Regions from separate parts of the Sus scrofa genome. Here region 2 is linked to region 1. The links are chromatin contacts, called in public HiChIP or PLAC-seq maps. All regions are on one chromosome and are shown on one strand. Each heading gives the region's core, a stretch centred on a gene start, on an enhancer-like site or on the middle of the called end of the contact. The rest is flanking DNA. Distances are from core to core; before and after follow the strand shown. Region 1 holds the start of MRPL55 (mitochondrial ribosomal protein L55). Region 2 holds the start of ZNF672 (zinc finger protein 672).

What was found. HiChIP or PLAC-seq counts read pairs in DNA pulled down with a chosen protein or histone mark.
Region 2: a contact with region 1 is called in an H3K27ac HiChIP or PLAC-seq map of alveolar macrophages. The contact joins the promoter of ZNF672 here to the promoter of MRPL55 in region 1. A contact is called at or near these places in 1 of 5 promoter capture datasets (liver) and 1 of 2 datasets of contacts at active chromatin or transcription factors (alveolar macrophages).

Annotation. Positions count from the first base shown.
Region 1 is chr2:51,246,198-51,248,900 of Sscrofa11.1, reverse strand. MRPL55 (mitochondrial ribosomal protein L55) reads left to right here and starts at 1,307. Exons shown (of 4, transcript NM_001244964.1): 1 at 1,307-1,469; 2 at 2,480-2,568. The coding sequence starts at 2,543. It overlaps GUK1 (guanylate kinase), which reads right to left and starts at 1,236. Exons shown (of 8, transcript XM_003123613.4): 1 at 1,105-1,236. The coding sequence starts at 1,165.
Region 2 is chr2:52,311,921-52,314,623 of Sscrofa11.1, reverse strand. ZNF672 (zinc finger protein 672) reads left to right here and starts at 1,347. Exons shown (of 4, transcript XM_005661167.3): 1 at 1,347-2,540.

The DNA of each region.
Region 1 (2,703 bases), core at 58-2,557:
TCTCTCACAGCTCCCAAGACAATGTCTAAGAATTGCAGATGGGGAGCTCCAATAACCTACACTTGGGGTGTCTTGTCCTGAGGAAAAATGAACCCCAACTACCATGCCCAGGAGTCAGGAAGGCCAACAACCTGCTCCTGTATGGAGTACTCATAACTGCAATGTCCAGCAGTGGGGCAGGCCAGGAACCTGCAGCAGTCTTGGGGGCCCTCCTGGCTGGGAGTCCTTGAAGCAATCAGTTCTGCCTACCCAGAATCTCCCCAAACCCCCACCCCGGGTTTGCAATATGCGGTGGGAAGGGAACACAGCACCAGAGCTGGACTATCTGGAGAATTTCCCAACTGTTTCTGCTGCTCCCCTTTAACTCAAGGTAGACCACACATTTCCAAAAGCCAGGTGAGAGAGTCGGAACTTCGGGGACTGTGCCATACCAAGAGTCACCTCAAGGCCTTCAAAACCCTTATCTCCCAGGGTATTCTGTTCTGCTGTGTGGCCCACCTTGGGGAGGGGGGTCAGGTTGCTTCCCCTCTCCGCCCCTCCGCATCCTGCACAATGGCTTCCAGCAAGAAGTCCTGAGGCTGCGGGGGTTTTACAAACTGTCTGGAGCTTCCCGTGCCAGAAGAATTTCTTCCTACATTTTGAGGACTGACAGAGGAACCAGCTTTTAATTTGTGTAAATAAAAATAATAACTACCAAAAGCAACTCTAACACACAGAATACAACTTGAAAATAAAGGGAAGCCCTTTAAAAGGAGTAAATCTGCCCCCATAAAAAGATGCGCTCCCTGAAGACCGTGTCTCCTGCCTTGCTCGCTCGCTCTAGGATGGAGCGCTGCAACCCTGAGGGAAGCCGAGGGCAGTTCGGGTGGCTGGTGAATAACAATGCACGAGCACAGCTATGAGTCCCTGAGGAAGGTCCACGGCACTGGCGCTCAGCAGGCGCGGGGGCGGGGGGGCGACTCACACGTGAGCTGCTGTGTTCCCCCCCTCTCCGCGGCGGATTCGGACCGCGAAACGCCAGCCCGGGGCCCGACACCCCAGGAAAACCCTCGCGGGGCTTGCAAGCGCCCAGACCTCTGCCCGCTGTGAGGGGCCGCCACTCACCGTCCGAGGTGGCCCGGCCCAGGGCTGCAGCCGCCAGCCCGGCCAGCGGGCGCCGCAGCATCAGGGGCCGCAGCTGCCGCCTGCGGGAACATACGTCACAGCGCCGCGCCGCTCCCGCCCCTCGCCTTCCATCAAAATACGTCAGCGGGGCGCCGGATGCGCCTCGGCCAGCCGTAAGTCAGAGCGGCGCTGGTCTCGCCCCGCCTCTCAAGGCCGTAAGTCGGCGCTGCGAGTCACTTCGCGGCGGAGCCGCACGAGGACTGGAAGCTTGGTGTGCAGTGCGGGTGTCCCCGGCTTCGGTCAGTCCCGCACCTGATTCGTCAGTGGTAGCCAGGCCGCTGGTCCTCGAGGCCGCCTCGGAGCCGGTGAGAGTGGCAAGTCGGTGTCACGTGGGCTTGGATGTCTTCCTCCAAGGGAGGGTCTGGGCCCCGCCATGAGCCTCGGGAACGCGAGGGCGAGAGGATGAGCGGGCATTTTTTGAGATGTTTATAGCATTTCATTTGCCTGCCAAATCACTTCTTAAGGCGGAGAGAGGCCTGCAGATGCCCTGCCCTGACAAGGTATAGCCAGGCAAGCTTGCCTATCTTGGCCGGGAGGATTCTTTTCTGGGTCTTCATGTCCACGATCTCAGTGGTGAGGCCTTTGAAACAACTGGTTTGTCACCGCGGAAACCCAAGCTTAGCAAGCTTGAGCTCCCCTTTTATAATCCTTATCTCGTTGGATTTTGTGAAATGAAATGACCTTGGAAAACATGGTAAAAGCTAGTCTTCACCATTTACGTTGCATTACATCTTCAGAATGGCTTCCCCGACTCAGCAACCTACCAGAATGGGCCCGGGCCCTGCTGCAGATTGAGTCAGAGTCTTTGGGAGTAGGACTGGGTCATCTGCAGATCAGAAATCTTCCATTTGATTCTGTTGCCAATTTCAAGGCTGAAAACCTGATAGGATATTGGGAGAGACTGGCACTGATCTTGTAATATCTGTCAGAAACTGCTTTTTGTTCCTGTCTGGAATTGGGTAAGGATCAATTCTATGAAAAAGCATGCCTTGGAGTTCCCGTCGTGGCGCAGTGGTTAACGAATCCGACTAGGAACCATGAGGTTGCGGGTTCGGTCCCTGCCCTTGCTCATTGGGTTAACGATCCGGCGTTGCCCAGAGCTGTGGTGTAGGTTGCAGACGCGGCTCGGATCCCGCGTTGCTGTGGCTCTGGCATAGGCTGGTGGCTACAGCTCCGATTCAACTCCTGGCCTGGGAACCTCCATATGCCGCGGGAGCGGCCCAAGAAATAGCAACAACAACAACAAAAAACAAAAAACAAAAAAAAAAGAAAAAGCATGCCTTTTAGAAAGATCTCTTATTTCCTTGCCTAGCAGGTCATCCCACTGGCCGTGTGACTGACCCTGGGGCTTCACCTGCTGCAGGGGCTCTCAGGAGGAATGGCAGCCAAGGGCAGCCTGCTTCGGTAAGCATGGACTTCCAGGCCTCTTGGGACTGCCATAATGGGGCCACACAAAGAATGCCAACTCAAGACCCTTAGGCTGTCCTCAGTAAAGCCTCCAGAACCAGTATGTTTATGTGAAGTATACATACAAATACA
Region 2 (2,703 bases), core at 98-2,597, 1.1 Mb before region 1:
ATTATATGGTAAAGGACAGCAAATATAGAGACAATGTCTTATGCTCCTTGTGGCCTGAGAGAACAAATTCTCAATAAATACAGACTCAGGAGTTCCCGTCGTGGCGCAGTGGTTAACGAATCCAACTAGGAACCATGAGGTTGCGGGTTCGGTCCCTGGCCTTGCTCAGTGGGTTAACGATCCGGCGTTGCTGTGAGCTGTGGTGTAGGTTGCAGACGCGGCTCGGATCCAGCGTTGCTGTGGCTCTGGCGTAGGCCGGTGGCTACAGCTCCGATTCAACCCCTAACCTGGGAACCTCCATATGCCACGGGAGGGGCCCAAGAAATAGCAACAACAACAACAACAAAAAGACAAAAAAAATAAATAAATAAATAAATAAATACAGACTCATTGGATGAACAGTCTTTGTAGTCAGGCATGGTATACAGGTTTCTCTTTTCCAGATTATATGTTCTCAGCCCATTTAGTTAAGTAACGTATTTGTCACCATCCTAGTCGCTCCTTTGAAATTGGCTAGTGTCCCTCAATACTGCACAGTGAGTCCAGAAATATCTTTATTAGTCTATTTCTCTGGCTTAAAAGGTTTTGGAATTATCCTCAACTAGTCATCCTCTATACAATACTACCTTAAAGTGTATGGTACTTTACTTCAAGCATGTTTTCCACTTCTGTATCTCCTACCTGCATCTCTTCCTGGTTCAGGCCCTCATCACCCTAAGTCTGCATCCTAGGTCTCTGTTTTCCACTTCCTTGCCTGCTGCTGCCAGACATGTACTCCTTATATCATGCTGCTCTACATGTGGGTCAGCATCTGTGATGAGCGGGCACTGTGCTCATGATTCAGGGCACTGTTTATGAGTAGAGCAAAGCCTTTCCCTTAAACCATGGGGAAGAAGGGCATTCCAGCATAGGTTTATGGAAATGGCATTTGACTAAACTTTTAAGAATGGGCAGAATTAAAAGCAGAGTAGAAGAGTGTTCCAAAAACAACAGAAGTTAAGCGGAGAGCAAGGAATAGATTCTTCCTCATAGCCTTCCAAAAGAACCAACCCTGCTGACACTCAACCTCAGACTTCTAGCCTCCAGAAATGAGAGAAAATAAATTTATGTGATTTAAGCCACAAAGTCTATGGCACTTTACTGTGCAGCTCTAGGAAACCAATACAAGCCCAAAACTAGAAACAACCCAAATGTCCATCAGCTGTATTTATTCAGTAAAATGGGTGAATAAATTATGGTACATTCACACAATAGAATACTATACAGCAACAAAAATGAACTAGCTATAATCATACTCAAAATGAATTAATAAAAATTTAAGCAAATGAATCAGACTCAAAAAATTGCAGAGTATGCGTCCATGTATATAAAGTCAAAACTATAAATTAGCCAATACTATTTATGGTATTGGGGTTATGGTTACTCTTTGTATAGTAGAGACAAGAAGTGGTCCAAAAGGTTTTCTTGGGTTCTGGTATATTCCATTTCATAATATGGGAGCTGGTTGCATAGGTTTGTTAGGAAAAGCCGGCAGAAAGGCTTGCGGGATGGAAGTACAATGATTTAGGGGCAGAGCAGAGGGGCAGAAGCTCTGGATGGGTGACAGGATATGTGGTAACAAGTGACTTCAAAAGGAAGCTTAGAACTGGTAAAGAAGGGTCCTGAGAACCATCATTTGGCAGCCCTGAAGAGGGAATGGTCTCCTTCCCTTGTGTTTCCAGAAAACAACACTAATAGCACATCTCAGTGGAACAAAACATTGCAGACAGCTCAGCCAGCAAGCTCTTGGAGCAACAGCTGGCCAGGAGTCCCCACAACCCGGGCAGTGAGACCCTGGATGGTCATTAACTTGTGGGTGCCTCCAGTGGCAAGGCTGTGGCGAGGATTAAGCTAAGTCTGACCTCACCGTAAGAAATCATAATTTACTTGCAAGGACTAGTCAAATGGGTGGCCCCGAAAACTACTCCGCTCCGGGGACCACTACCCCGACTGCAGCACCTGCAGGGACACCCTTTGGTGGCCAGTGGGCTCACGTAAGCCACAAGAACATCAAACCAGGGTACTGACTCCTCCACTGGGCACCCAGGCGGTGTGCAAGGTTCAATGCTTTTTCCTCAGGGCGGGGAGTGGACAAAGGAGGAGGCAGGGATTGGTTAATCCTGAGAAGAAGGCGGGGCCTTGACAAAGGAGGGAGGCAGGACCAGAGTCTCCCTGAGAGCCCATTAGCTCCGCCCCCTTAGTGGGATTCCTGCCTGGGCCTGCAACTCTGAACCGTTAGAGGCGTTTTCTTTCGTTTCCTAGTTTTCCCAGCAACCCGTGACGCAGCCAGCATGAGGCCGACCACTGGCCAACCCGGGAGAACGGGACTAGAGCGTGACCCCCTATCACGAGACGCCTCGCAGCTCCCCCCAGTTGGCGGCCCAGCGCTCGGTCAGGTCCTTCCCTTCGTTCCTCGTCCCAGTCCTCCAGTCCGGGAGGCGGGGTTCGGCGAGCCAGCTGAGTGGGACCCTCGCGGTGTCCGAGGAGCTAGTCGGCGACCGGTGAGGGGACCGAGGGCCCGGGAAGGAGGGTTGGCACGGGCAGAGGTCCCCAACTGTCGCCCAGCTTCTACCCTCCGCTCTGGGCGGCTCTCTTCTGCGGAGGTGGAGGACGCCGCTCCCGCAACCAATGACGTCGGCCTCAGCGCAGCGCGCGATTGGCCGG